2 separate regions of the Mus musculus genome follow, and region 2 is linked to region 1. The links are chromatin contacts, called in public promoter capture Hi-C maps. All regions are on one chromosome and are shown on one strand. Each heading gives the region's core, a stretch centred on a gene start, on an enhancer-like site or on the middle of the called end of the contact. The rest is flanking DNA. Distances are from core to core; before and after follow the strand shown.

The links. Promoter capture Hi-C pulls out the DNA fragments that hold promoters and counts their contacts.
Region 2: a contact with region 1 is called in a promoter capture Hi-C map of liver, with 2.9 times the contacts expected there. The contact joins the promoter of C3 here to the promoter of Ubxn6 in region 1. A contact is called at or near these places in 4 of 39 promoter capture datasets (the 3T3-L1 cell line, liver and pre-B cells) and 1 of 9 other capture datasets (adipose tissue).

The regions. Positions count from the first base shown.
Region 1 is chr17:56,073,535-56,076,391 of GRCm38.p6, forward strand. Ubxn6 (UBX domain protein 6) reads right to left here and starts at 1,492. Exons shown (of 11, transcript NM_001379361.1): 1 at 1,302-1,492. The coding sequence starts at 1,384.
Region 2 is chr17:57,226,721-57,229,949 of GRCm38.p6, forward strand. It overlaps C3 (complement component 3), which reads right to left and starts at 1,416. Exons shown (of 41, transcript NM_009778.3): 1 at 1,236-1,416; 2 at 1-162. The coding sequence starts at 1,315.

The sequences.
Region 1 (2,857 bases), core at 242-2,741:
GGACTCAAAAGGCAGCACAGAGAGAGAGAGTTGAAAGCAGTTCAGCCTGCCAGTGCAGTTCAGAGGCAGGTTGCAGCGAGAGAATGAGAAGGAACCAGAAGATTAGAAGAGACTGCCAGACTTAGTTTGAGTCCAAGCAGAGCACTTCAGTGAGAAATTGAGAGAAGCCAAATTGAATTAGTCAGCTTGGTTAATTAGATTGTACAGATGCTAGAAGCTTCCTGGGATAGTTGTTAGAACATGGATAATGCTCTGAGCTCAGCCCAAGCAGTGTGTTGTGTTCACAGAGCATGGTTGCAGCTCTCATCACTTCATCTGAGGAAATAAAAGTGACATTTACTTTTATAGATCACACACAGATCACGGACACTGGACCATCCCCTCCAACTTCTGGCCTGAGGATCCTTTGAACCTCCATGTTCCTCTCATCATTGAAACTGCCCCACTATTTGTAGCTGTACCCTGGTGTGTTTACCTCCCTTCTAGCCCTGGCTTGCAGGCCCCTCCTTCTCCTCACATTCAGCCCCAGTCGCTGGTTGTCATTTTCCTCCACATATACTTCCTGCAGACTACTCCCTGGTAGCCTGTAGCTGTCTCCAATCTCTACTTCACCCCTTCTGAGCAGCTCCAACATGCCTTACCTCCCTCTCCAGAACACAAAGTTCTCCGGAAAGAACTCCAGGAAAGTACTCCTGGAAGACCCGGAGTTGCCAAGGCCCCCACAGAGATCCCATCTTCACCTGTCACCCCAACCACTCAACAACATTCTGGGTCTGGGCCTCTCTGGTTTCCACACTCCTCCAAGATCCTTCTATAATCCTCTCTCACTCCCCAACCCCTCCCAGATTACCACACAACCTACAAAGAAGTCTTAACATCTCTCACAGACCTTCTTCCCACACCTTCTCTTAGGTCCTTCCTACCCACATTTCGCCAAGGCCACACCTTTAGGCGGCTCTTCTCTTAGCTAAATTCTGGGCATTGCCCCGTCCCTTCTCACCACCCAGAACCAAGAGTCTCTAAGCAGTGACCAACGCGCCCTGGCCACGACCGCCCACGCCTACCCTTAGCGCCCCGCCCACCCGTGCTACACCACACAACTGCCCTCCCTTCTGCCCCGCCCACCACTGCTACAACGCCCCGCCCTCATTGTAGGCTCCGCCCCTGCCTTACAATCTTCCACACCCCACCCACCAATCTACTCCTGCTAAGCATAGCCTAGAAAGACCCTGACACCCAACCGCCGGCCCTTTTTGCCCCCTGGCCCTCGCCCTCTCCGTCGCCCAACCAGCGTCACATACCCTGCGGAATCCGTAAGCTTCTGGCCGGGCCCCGCGCTCTTGAACTTGATGTCAGCCTTGATTTCCTGGAAGAACTTCTTCATGGCGGCAGCGGCCCGGCGGCTTGGGCCGCAGGGCGGAGGGCGCAGGGCCCGGGTGGATGAGGAGCAGGCGGCCAACCACCGGAAAGAAAATATCGCGGCGACGGAAGTCCCGCCTGGTTCACGTGACAATCGCCTTGCAGCACCTCGCGCGGGCGGGGCGCCATCTTCCTGTCTGCGGACGCCGTTGCCGGGGCGACAGGCTCGCCTCCCTTAAGACCGCAGCAGCCACCAGGGGAGCTTAAAGAGAGCATCCAAACAGCGAGCAGCCTAGAAGAGTACCCAGAGCTACTGGAACCAGGGTGGATGTCAGGAGTTCAAGGCCAGTCCATACTACAGAGAAAATGAGTATGAATGTACTGTGCATGAGCCTGAAATCTGCTCTGGGAGAGACAAGCTAGAAGGAGCCGACAGAGAGATTGGTACAGGCAAGGTCAAAGCAGAGACCGCAGTTGGTACAGGGCTTGCTCAACATGTGCAAAGCTGAGTTTAATCTCCTCCAACACTTCCATCTCGTGTGGTGTGTACACACAACAAAAAGTTGGATGCTCTGGACTCAGGCTTTTTAGAACACTACTGTTCATGTGAAAAACAGCCATCATCTAGATCAGAATCACTGTGACTGTGCAAGAGACCCCCAAAATCATATACTTCACTGTTAATGGTCACTCATTAGAAAGAAGGGGGGAAGTGGGTCATTGGACACAAACTTGAGATTCCAGGAGCTCTTCTGCACCCCCTGTCTGTGTGCATGTAATTCTACCCTAATGCGCATGGCATTGTGGTCTTTGGATCATGTAACTGAAGTGCCTATGGGCAAGCTTTCGTCTGTGTTGGTGTGAAATTTGTCAGAGATAAAGCAGCTTTGTGGGCTACCCAGGCTGTTAATAATTTTATTAGTTTTGCCAACCATTAGATCCAAAAATGCACAAAGCTGAAGGATGGGACACCCTGGTGATTTCAAGGAAACAAGCCCCATGGCTGGAGGAGAGCAATGGAGGCATTTGATGAGAACTGTGGAAGACAGGTTTCCAAGAGCTACAGTGAAGAGAGGAGTGGAGCACCTTAAAGAAGGCAGCCAGGATGTGGGCTGGAGAGATGGCTCAGCGGATAAGATCTTCTAGAGGTCCTGAGTTCAATTCCCAGCAACCACATGATGACTCCCAATCATCTATAATGGGATGCAGTGCCCTCTTCTGGTTTGTCTGAAGGGAGCAACAGTGTACTCACATACAAATAATTTTTTTTAAGATTTGTTTATTTATTTATTTATTTATTTATTTATTTATTTATTTATTATATGTATGTACACTGTAGCTGTCTTCAGACACTCCAGAAGAGGGCATCAGATTTTTGTTAGGGATGATTGTGAGCCACCATGTGGTTGCTGGGATTTGAACTCAGGACCTTTGGAAGAGCAGTCAGTGCTCTTAACCGTTGAGCCATCTCACCAGCCCCAACAAACCTTTTTGTTGT
Region 2 (3,229 bases), core at 166-2,665, 1.2 Mb after region 1:
CTGGCTCCTGTCAACACTGTCTTCTCACTGGTCAGCACTTGCCTCTTTAGGAAGTCTTGCACAGTGACTGTGACTGGGATGTCACCCTGAGCATCGTGGGCCTCCAGTACGATGGTCTCTTCGCTCTCCAGCCGTAGGACATTGGGAGTAATGATGGAATACCTGACCGTGGGGTGTGGGAGCAGATGTCACCTCAAGGCCTGAGACTTCAGCCCTCACTCTGGCTGGCCCAGTCCCTAGTTCTAGCGTGTTCTAGTTCTCAGTGCTGGAGCAGATGCCTGGATCCACGTCCTCCCCACACAAGAAGGTACCAAACCACAGCCCACTTTCCCTTAGCCACTAGAAGCTGTCTTTTCCTGGCTTCAGCACTGGGTACCAGCCATAAGGACTTTGCTTGTACTGAGAAAGTGCTCTCTCTACCACTAAGCTATACCTCAGCCTCTCCTCACTTTTCTGTTTGGAAACAGCATCTCACTAAGTTGTTCAGGCTAGCCCTGAACTCACTCTGTAGCCCAGGCTTGGCTGGAATGTGTACACTTCCTGCCTGGGCTTCCAGAGTGGACAGGATGACAGGTCCATGTAATCAGGCCCAATGCTGAGCTTGGCTTTTGACAGTCCACACAAGGGCTATAGACCCCAACAACCCTCCAGTCCTCACATCTTAAAACTTACCATTGCCTAAACCACAAGACATCACAGACACCATAAATCTATAGACCTTCTTCTTCATAAGTAGGCACACCAATGCTACAATACCTGAGTTCTATGAACATAAGACAACCCAAACACTCACATTCTCTCTCTTTCTCTCTGTTTGTATGTATGTATGTATGTATGTATGTATGTATGTATGTATGTATGTATGTATGTCACGTCACAGGAAGATGTCCGGTGTCCTGTTCTATGCCCCTCCCTCCCCACACCTTGAGTCAACATCTCTCTCTGAACCTGGCACTGGGCTGGCAGTCAGCAAGCCCCAGTATCTGGTCTCCAGCCCCACAGTGTGGGGTTACAGGCTCTGGAGGCCACTCCTGGCTTTTCTGTGGGTGCTGGGAGTTTGAGTTAAGGTCCTTATGTCCATGCAGCAAGACTTCATACCCACTGAGCCATCCTCCAGCCCCCAGCACAAATTCTTAACATCCCTGTCTCCCCCCAAGTGGGTGACTCCTAGGTGACTCACCTAGGTGACTCCTAAATTGTATAAGAAACTGCACCCCCAAAAGGTAACTACTTACATGGGGATCCCCAGAGCTAATGGGGAGCTGGCCAACAGCAGCAGTAGCACTAGTAGCTGGGACCCTGAAGCTGGTCCCATAGTGAAGGAAAAAGGTGGAAGGAATGAAGGGGTAAGGGGCAGGGGTGGGCAGAGGCGAGCTGGGGCTGTAGCCGCTGGCTCTTTATATGGCTCTCCTCTCTGGTCCCTCCCTGTTCCTGCACCAGGGACTGCCCAAAATTTCGCAACATAGTTTCCTAAGCTTTTTCACAAACCTGGGGCAACAAGCCTTGGGGTGAGTAACCCTAGGCACATTTCCATTACCCTGGAGCTTGAAAGTACCTGCTTGGCTCAGGCTTTTCTTGGGGTCAAGGCCAGATGCTGAACCTGGGCTGGTCCCTGTTGTACTTGGTTACACCAGAGACCATTGAAGTCTAGAGTGACCTCCTCCCACACTTAGCTGGGTCCCAGTAACCCAGCACTTCTGGATGGCTGGTTCTCCCTACCCCCAAGGTCTTGCTAAATCAGTGGGTCGAGACACATTTGGCATTGCATTATATATCCTGCGTATCAGTATTTACCTTACAATTCAGAACAGTAGCAAAATTAGAGTTGTGAAGTAGCAATGAAATAATTTTATGATTGGAGGTCAGCACAACATGGAAGGGTGGCAGGTTCAGGAAGGTGGAGACCACTGTGCTAAACAGTTCTGAACTCCTACCTCTACCTCCTCAGTTGCTGGGCATTACCCAAGCCCTACTTATGCATTTATAATCCAAGTCTTTCCTATGAGGAGGATAAGGGGTGAGGGCATGTCCCAGCCCAGAGTCCCAGCTCTGTGGAGCATTTTCTGAAGTGGGAAAGAATTCTGGTTTTTTGAGGATCTGGGACGGTTTCTTGGCAGTGGGACAGTTAAGCTTTGGTTTTGAAGGCTGCCTAGAAGTTCGCCCTCCGGGGGGCATGCTTGCTTTCTAGGGAAAAGAATGAGGTGGACCTTACCTACCCTGTCACTCAGGGTGGCTGAATGACTCTGGTGGGCTTTGAGAGTCATGGAGGAAAAGCCTGCTCTTGTCTCTGCCTCTAGGACTTGTCCTGCCCCTATATTATCTCTTTCAGTTGTGTTGGTTTTGTGGTTGTAGGCAGATAATGATTCACAATGCTTAGTTGGTTTTTTTTGTTTGTTTGGTTGGTTGGTTTTTGGTTTTTTAAGACAAAAGTACAAATAGTGGCTTTAGAATACAGCTCAGTGGGAAAGTGCTTCCATACTCAGTAGCATAGGATTGATTCTGGTGGCATACATCTGTAATCCCAGCACGAGATGCTGGAGGCAAGAGGATCAGGAGTTCAAAGTCAACCTTGCTATGTAGCAAGTTAGAGGCCAGCTTGGGCTACATGACACCATTTCTTTTCTTTTTAAAATATTTATATGTATGTGTTGGAGTGTTTTGCCTGTATGTATGTATGTATGTATGTATGTATGTATGTATGTATGTATGTATGTATGTATATATGTATGTATGTATGTATGTATGTATGTATGTATGTATGTATGTATGTATATATGTGCATCATGTGTATGCCTGATGCCTACAGAGGCCAGAAGACAATGTTGGATCCCTGGATCTAGAATTGCAGGTGTTTTTGTGCGCCTCATGCGGGTGTTGGGAAACAAGCACAAATCCTCTGTATGGGCAACCAGTGAATCATCTCTCCAGCCACACAGACCCTGTTTCTAGAAAGGCCAATTCTGGCCCATCATGACCAACACACAGGTTTCACAGTAACCATTAACCTCCTCTCTGTATTGTTCTCCCAGCTCCCCTGAGGGCCGTCTGAGGGCTGTCTTGCTTTCTGTGTGTGACAGATTTGCCTCAACAATTATTGTTCCAGATCAATGCTCAGGGAGATTTCTCCTCCTCGCTGCCAACTGCCCCCCCCCCCGCCCTGGTACTTTATGTGAAAGCAACCAATGTATGCTGACAACAGACAGACTTCCGGGGTCACCAACCAACTCAG